Linked DNA regions of Mus musculus: region 1 is linked to region 2. Evidence: chromatin contacts called from public Hi-C data. All regions are on one chromosome and are shown on one strand. The core of a region is the stretch at or near the end of the contact, and the rest is flanking DNA. Distances in the headings are between cores, read along the strand shown. Region 1 has its middle 97 kb from the start of Npy. Region 2 overlaps Gm31226 (a long non-coding RNA gene).

Evidence for each region. A called contact is a pair of places that touch in the nucleus more often than the background predicts.
Region 1: a Hi-C map of the N1E-115 cell line shows a contact between it and region 2, with 3 times the contacts expected there. The contact joins two enhancer-like sites. A contact is called at or near these places in 5 of 484 Hi-C or Micro-C datasets (the N1E-115 cell line, cerebellum, cerebral cortex and 2 more) and 1 of 115 datasets of contacts at active chromatin or transcription factors (pancreatic cancer cells).

The regions. Positions count from the first base shown.
Region 1 is chr6:49,917,760-49,920,994 of GRCm38.p6, forward strand. No RefSeq gene overlaps it. Among named protein-coding and RNA genes, the nearest start is that of Npy, 97 kb to the left of the region's middle. Within about 2 kb of position 1,897, at least 6 of the 459 cell types and tissues checked have an H3K27ac peak or open chromatin away from gene starts, as enhancers often do. A contact at or near this core is called in the N1E-115 cell line, where this site is marked.
Region 2 is chr6:49,652,809-49,656,002 of GRCm38.p6, forward strand. All of the region lies in intron 2 of Gm31226 (a long non-coding RNA gene), which reads left to right. Among named protein-coding and RNA genes, the nearest start is that of Gm31226, 21 kb to the left of the region's middle. Within about 2 kb of position 1,928, at least 10 of the 459 cell types and tissues checked have an H3K27ac peak or open chromatin away from gene starts, as enhancers often do. A contact at or near this core is called in the N1E-115 cell line, where this site is marked.

The DNA.
Region 1 (3,235 bases), core at 647-3,146, 260 kb after region 2:
GGCTGTTTAATATGCAGCGTCCTTCACCTCCAAATACTCTGAGTACTGAGTCCTTGCTAGGAAACCTGCATTTTTGCAAGCTGCCTGGGAGAGCCTGAGGAGCATGGAACCTGGGTCAGATTCTGAGCACTTGTGTGGATGTTGGGCTGGCAGCCAGGTGCTGGGCGACCAGAGACAGGTGGATCCACATAGTTTAGAGGGCAGTCTGCACCACCATGGATGATGCCTAAGTTCTATGAGACTCTGTCTCAGAAAAAGAAAGGAAGGAAGGAAGGAAGGAAGGAAGGAAGGAAGGAAGGAAGGAAGGAAGGAAGGAAGGAAGGAGAGACAGAAGGAAAGACAATGAAAAAAAGAAAAGAAAAGGGATAGAGAGAAAGAGAAAAAGAAAAAAAGGTAGAGACCAATCAAGAAGGAGAAGCACTCACTATGACTCTCTGGCTTCCATGCATTGCATGCGTGTGCACAGGCATGCACATCCTATCTCCCTCAGTGCACACATGCTCACGTGCACACTGGCTCTCCTGGGATTTCTCATGCAGGTGGCTTATGTACTGTCTTTTGTGAAACCTTTTCTGTACCGGCACAAGAGCTGGGAGTGCAGACTCGCAGTGGAGAGCATGCATACCATAGGTCCCGTCTCCAGCACATAGTCAGTCCACAAACCAGGGACGGTCAACAGAAATCCAGTGTAATCCCATGTAAAATGTGCCACCTCTGTACTTACATTTTAGAAGGTGAAAATAATCAGATGAAATGTCCCCCACTAGATTCAACATACTCTAATTTTATCATACAATCAATATAAAATACTGAGATAACTTTACGAAATTGTTTTACACCGTTTCTGAGTCTGTTACGTATTTCAAAGCATTTACCATGCATCTCAATTAAGACTAACCACATTTCCAGCCCTCACTTGGGCCCTCAGCCCAGACCCTTTGAAGCATAAAGTCTGGAGTGTGGCCCCACTCTATGCCCAAGAGCCCTTCAGCAGATTCTGGTCTTTGTTTAGGTTTGAGAACTATCGATCTAGGCCATGGCTTGTGGACTTGGATGTGCAATAGAAGCACCTGAGAAACGTAAAAATAAAAATGTATGCAGCATTCCTATCCCCAGACAACAAAGGCTTTGTAAGGTCTTCCCAATGGTTCTAACACACAGCAAGATGTTGTAAGGATGTCGCTCGTTATCCCATTCAGTTATGTTTTCCCCTTAGTTCCAAATATTTTAAGATGGCTCCCGTCATCATCTCACAGCATGCAGGCTCTTATTTTCAAAGTCCAGACTCCAGTTTTGTTATTTATTCTACTTGAAGCGTCTGGACAAAAGCAATTGTTTTAACTGATTTCTACAACTCTTTTGCTCAAAAAGAAATCTCCTTTAAAAATCTGAATCTTTTTGCCTCTCTCCCATGATTCCTGATTTCAGAGTGGTTGACTTAACAGCTCTCATTCCTTTACCCCACTTCCCACAGCCCAGGGAGCCTTGGTCACTTCTAGTAGCACCAGTCACTTACAGTTCCACCTGACTGCACACAGGAACTCCAGAACGTTGAACCCCTCCCCTTTTCACTAAGATTTAGCCATCGCTGTCCTGTGTGTCAGAGCAATCCTTGGAGAAGCCCAAGTCCTCCCCCAAAGCATCTTCTAGGGAAAGGGAACAAGGCACAAATCCAATTCATAAGCCCCCTCCCCATCATTACTACTGGTTTCCATCCTGGTAGATCTTTAGTCCCCACGCCCTTGGGTCATGAGAGAGGGAGGATATTGGAAAAGCCACCTGGGAGGCAAGGTAGCACTGGGAGGAATGAAAAATCGGCTGTAGTTCTACAGCACCAAAGGTTCACAGAAAAGGCAGCTGTTTGGCATGCGTGTGCAGCCCACTCGAACAACATAGGCCTCGTTTACTTACCCATATGTAAATATGCATAGCTGAAGCACCCTCTAGTGGAACACCCAGAGAAGGGCATGTTTCCTGGGCAAACCCTTACAAAAAGAAAAAAGGAAGGAAGGAAGGAAGGAAGGAAGGAAGGAAGGAAGGAAGGAAGGAAGGAAGGAAGGAAGGAAGGAAGGAAGGAAGGGAGGGAGGGAGGGAGGGAGGCAGAGTGTTTAGAAATCTCATCTAACCACAGCATCATTTGAGATATGAGCACAAACCTACAGTAGCTCCACAGTCCTGGCAAGGTCCTGGGTGCACAAGCTGGTCCACTGGGGCTATAGAGGGCCGGGCCAAACTGGCTTTCTTAAAGTCCTCAACCTTGAAGGCCTAGCTAGGTTCTTGCTGCACACAGTGCAGGAAGGCTTGTTTAGAGGTGAGAGCTGTAACAAAGAAAGATTTGACAGTCCCACTAGGGTCCCTTCAGTTCACCAAATGACCTGTCCCTATTTCTAAACAGAAGGCCATGGTGGGACCACTCATTCATGGAAGCCTGTCCCTACTGGTGGAGAGTAAAAGAGGAGAGTAAACATTGTTACACTGACTAGAAAGATCAAATTTGTAACAGTTGTCAAAATCAATAATAGTCACACCCATTTCCCAAGAAAATATGCTTGCAGGAATTTATCTAGGGCAAAATCCTAGAAACACTGTAGGTGCCAACGAGAGATAAATTAAATAAATAATGATATACCTTTAGTGTCCTGCCAGGGGCCTCTGTGCTGAGCAGTGTTAGGTGAAAACCTGCTTGTATTAAGGAGTACTTGGAACAGCATTCTTTTGATGAGCAACTCTGAGGGTTTACCAGAGCAGGAGTCCATGAAACTGGTGGACCAGTCACCATCCCATCAGTCCAGGTCCGAGGAGAATGAAACAGAAACAGTCAGTCTTACTCATCTCCTGCACTGGGATTTATTCTTCCTCTCTATGCCTGGATGGCAGAGTTTGGGAGCTTACATTACTGACTTCCCAGGTTCTCAGGTCATTAGCCTTAAACTAAGAGCTATTCCATCAGCATCTCTGGTTCTGAGGTCCAAGATATAGATTGAAAACAGGCTAGCAGCCTCCCAGGGTTCCAGCCTGAAGATGGTATCCATAATTTGTGAGTCAATTTCCATAATACATGCCCTCTCATCTGTCCATTCATCCATCCATCCAGCACTCTCATAACACACACACACACACACACACACACACACACACACACACACCTATATAATCATCTCTTTACTATCTTTTACCTACTTGTTTATCTGTCTCATTGGCCCGCCTCTTTGAGGACCCCAGACTAACACAGACT
Region 2 (3,194 bases), core at 678-3,177:
TTCCGGTGCTCTGGGTGGGCAGAAGTGGAAGGACTGCCGCACGCTTTCAATGCGGCCCCGGGTGGGTGTCTGGCTGTGGGAAGCCATGTACCCCAGCTCGGAGGGGGGTGGACAAGGGGCAGTCCTAGGCACCAGGTTCCCAGCTTCGGGCATCCCATACACCGATGGACACCACAGAAGAGCTGAGAATGGAATGGGGGCGCCAGGGGCAGCTCGGTCATCCCTGGGGCCAAAGGGAGGAGAGGGCAGGGAAAGAGGGAGGTACTGGGTGGTTCCCACACAGGCAAGAGTTCTTGGTCCAGTCTGTGGCTGGAATGCAAGAAGACCTTCTGGTGGGAGGTTAGACATGGCTCATTAGGGGAAAGCCTATCCCATTGTTAAAGCACGGCGGGCCTTGATGGGCAGAGACGTTCTATGGTTTTAGAGCTTTATTGTAGAAAGGCAGAGAGAAAGAGAGAAAGTAGAAAGAGAGAGAGAGTCTGGCCATGGCCATGTGGAGATGGGGGGGGGGGAGGAAGAGAGAGAAGGAGGGCTAGAGAGGAGAGTAAGAAAGATGGGGGCTTAAAGAGAGCGAGGAGGGGCCAAGCAGTCCCTTTTATAGTGGGCTGGGCTATCAGGTAACTGTGGGTAGGAGCATACCTGGCTATAGTCAGATAACTGTGGGGGTGGAGTCTATCCAGAATGCCAGGAGCTTGGGACATTGTCTGCGTGACTGATAGTCACATACCTCTTCTGCAGGGGATGTGGGGGTGGTAACTTTGACAGGAGCCAGGGGTCCAGGAGATATGATCGAACATCTTCTGTCCCACGTAGGTGGAAATCGCCACCCACTGGATCCCCCGGAGTTCTAGATCTTTGCTCGAGTGGAGACCAGGCTGTCTGTGCACAGCCCACTGCCCCATAGTCAAACAGTTGTGAAGTTGACCCCATCTCCTAGCTTGACTATGACACATATCAACAACATATTGCATTTCACACGGTGAGGGTCCTAGGCACATTTTATTCTTCAAACTCAATGTTTTCCATGAGGATCACAAGGGATGCAGTTTGATGTCAGGAGGTTACAGGGTCATTGCCCACCTCATCCCTACCACTCCTCTTTCCAGCTTCCTCATCCTTCTGCTGCTGGGTGAGGACAGGTTTCCAGTGGACTAAGCTTGGAGTGGATTGATCCTATTCATTGTCCTGACTGCAGTGGCACTGATACAGTGGCACTTTCAGTAAGTGGCTGCTTGCCACTTTGGTTGTGTGCATTGAAGTGAACAGTCTGTCAAGAGGAGTTGGCGATGGTAGGCGCAGTTCACAGTTTTGATAGGCAAGTCTTTTACTAGAAATCCTCTTTGGTAGAATGAAGTCACTTACATTGACCAGAGCAGATGGAACCCTCATTGTTTGTATCATTTGGTGACAAACAATTTTCTCAACCAGGTAGGTGCCTTTCCTCCTCTTCTGAGACAGACTGAGTTACATCATTAACAATATTGACATTTAATTAATTTAATTAACATTAACATGAGTTACAATATTAACATTTCCTGGTACATTTGCTGGGGGTTTGTGCGCAGTGAATGACGAGGCTGTGCAGGGGCTCTGGGCTGTCGTCCTATGTTTTCAGCTCACTGACATTCTGACATCACATTTTGAAAGAAGACCCATGGCCCACTTCTGGGTCTAGATTGTTCTAGACTGGATGTTAGATATGACTTAGAGGAAAATTACCATGATGTGAGTCTCCAGGGTTCTGGCATGGAGTTTCCCCTTTCCTGGGAAGGGAGTGGAGCTTGTTTAGTATTGTGTCTGTGTGAGCCGTGCATTGCAGGCACATGTGAGCATGTGTGTTTGCCTTCCTTTGTGTGGCTCATGGAAGGCTCCAACCTGTGGACGCTGTGTGGGAACTGCGCATGCTTGTTCACTTCAGCAGCATTCAGTGCGTGCGAGGAAAGGTCTCGTCTGCTGACTGCACTGGCAGGAGCCAGAATGGCCTGTGTTACTCATCTGCATCACTGATCCTTCAGACATCCCTGTTGCCCTTGTAACTTAATGTTCCGGCCAGGCCAGTTTCTAATTTTTCAGCAAGGACAATAAATTGCTAATGATCGTTGGTCTCTCCCTATTCTTAGACTATTGCCTAACACAAAGAGACAGGCTCATTCAATTTGGAAATGTTAATAGGATGCCAAAACCATGTTCTGAGCAAATAAAGGAAGGGCTTTCTCAAATGACCGAATCATTCTTTCCACAATCAAATCCCAACTGTCCCTGTTTGTGCGGCTGAATTAAAAGATGATCTAGACTTTAAATGTATTTATTAACCTAATCATATAGTATCTGAATAAGAAGGAAAGGGATGCCTCTCCCTCAGTGAACTTCCACGATAAAGCTAAGTTTTAGAAAATGAGTTCTAACACTTGCACTCCGTTATTTGCAGAGTACAGTTTTCTGAGACTCGACACTTCCCGTGTGTGCCCATTCAGGTCATTGTTCACTTCACTGGCATGGATTTTAGTATTTACAATATTAACATTTCCTGGTGCTTCTGTCTGTTACCTTCCCTCCTCCCATTTGTGTGGTATGTCACTCCCGACTGGGATCCTCCCATGGAAAGTGAGGGAAAGCTGAATTGACATCAGCTGGTTTTGAAACCTGTGAGCAATTAACCTCCGTGCCAAAAGGAATACTTAACATAATTGTCCGAAAGTTGGGGTGCCAAGCTGTGGCATTTATATTGTTAAACAACATTCCCTCTGGTCTCTGATGCTGATGATCCCTTGTTGTTTTGATTCCCTTGTATGGGGACCTATGGGGTTAAGATCTTCTAGAATACTCAAGAAGGAAATTGCTCTCCTTTCCTGAGAAATTTCCTTTATCTCTGTAAAGACCTTATTTGTACAGCCATTTACTGTTTTGATAATAAGAAATAATTAACTAGTGATTCATCGTATTCTTTGATTTTGTTGGAAGTGTTGCTTGCAATGCTTTAATAACTTTTAGATTGTAATTAACTTAATGTGTATGAGTGTTATACCTGCATGTGTATTTCTGCAGCAGGTGCTGTCTGGTGCTTGAGGAGGCCAGAAGAAGGTGATGGGGCCCTTGGAATTGGGCTACAGACAGCTATGGACTTCCATGTGGGTGCTGGGTATCAAACCTAGCTCTTCTGCAAGAGCAGCCAGTGCTCTTAACCACCGAGCTGA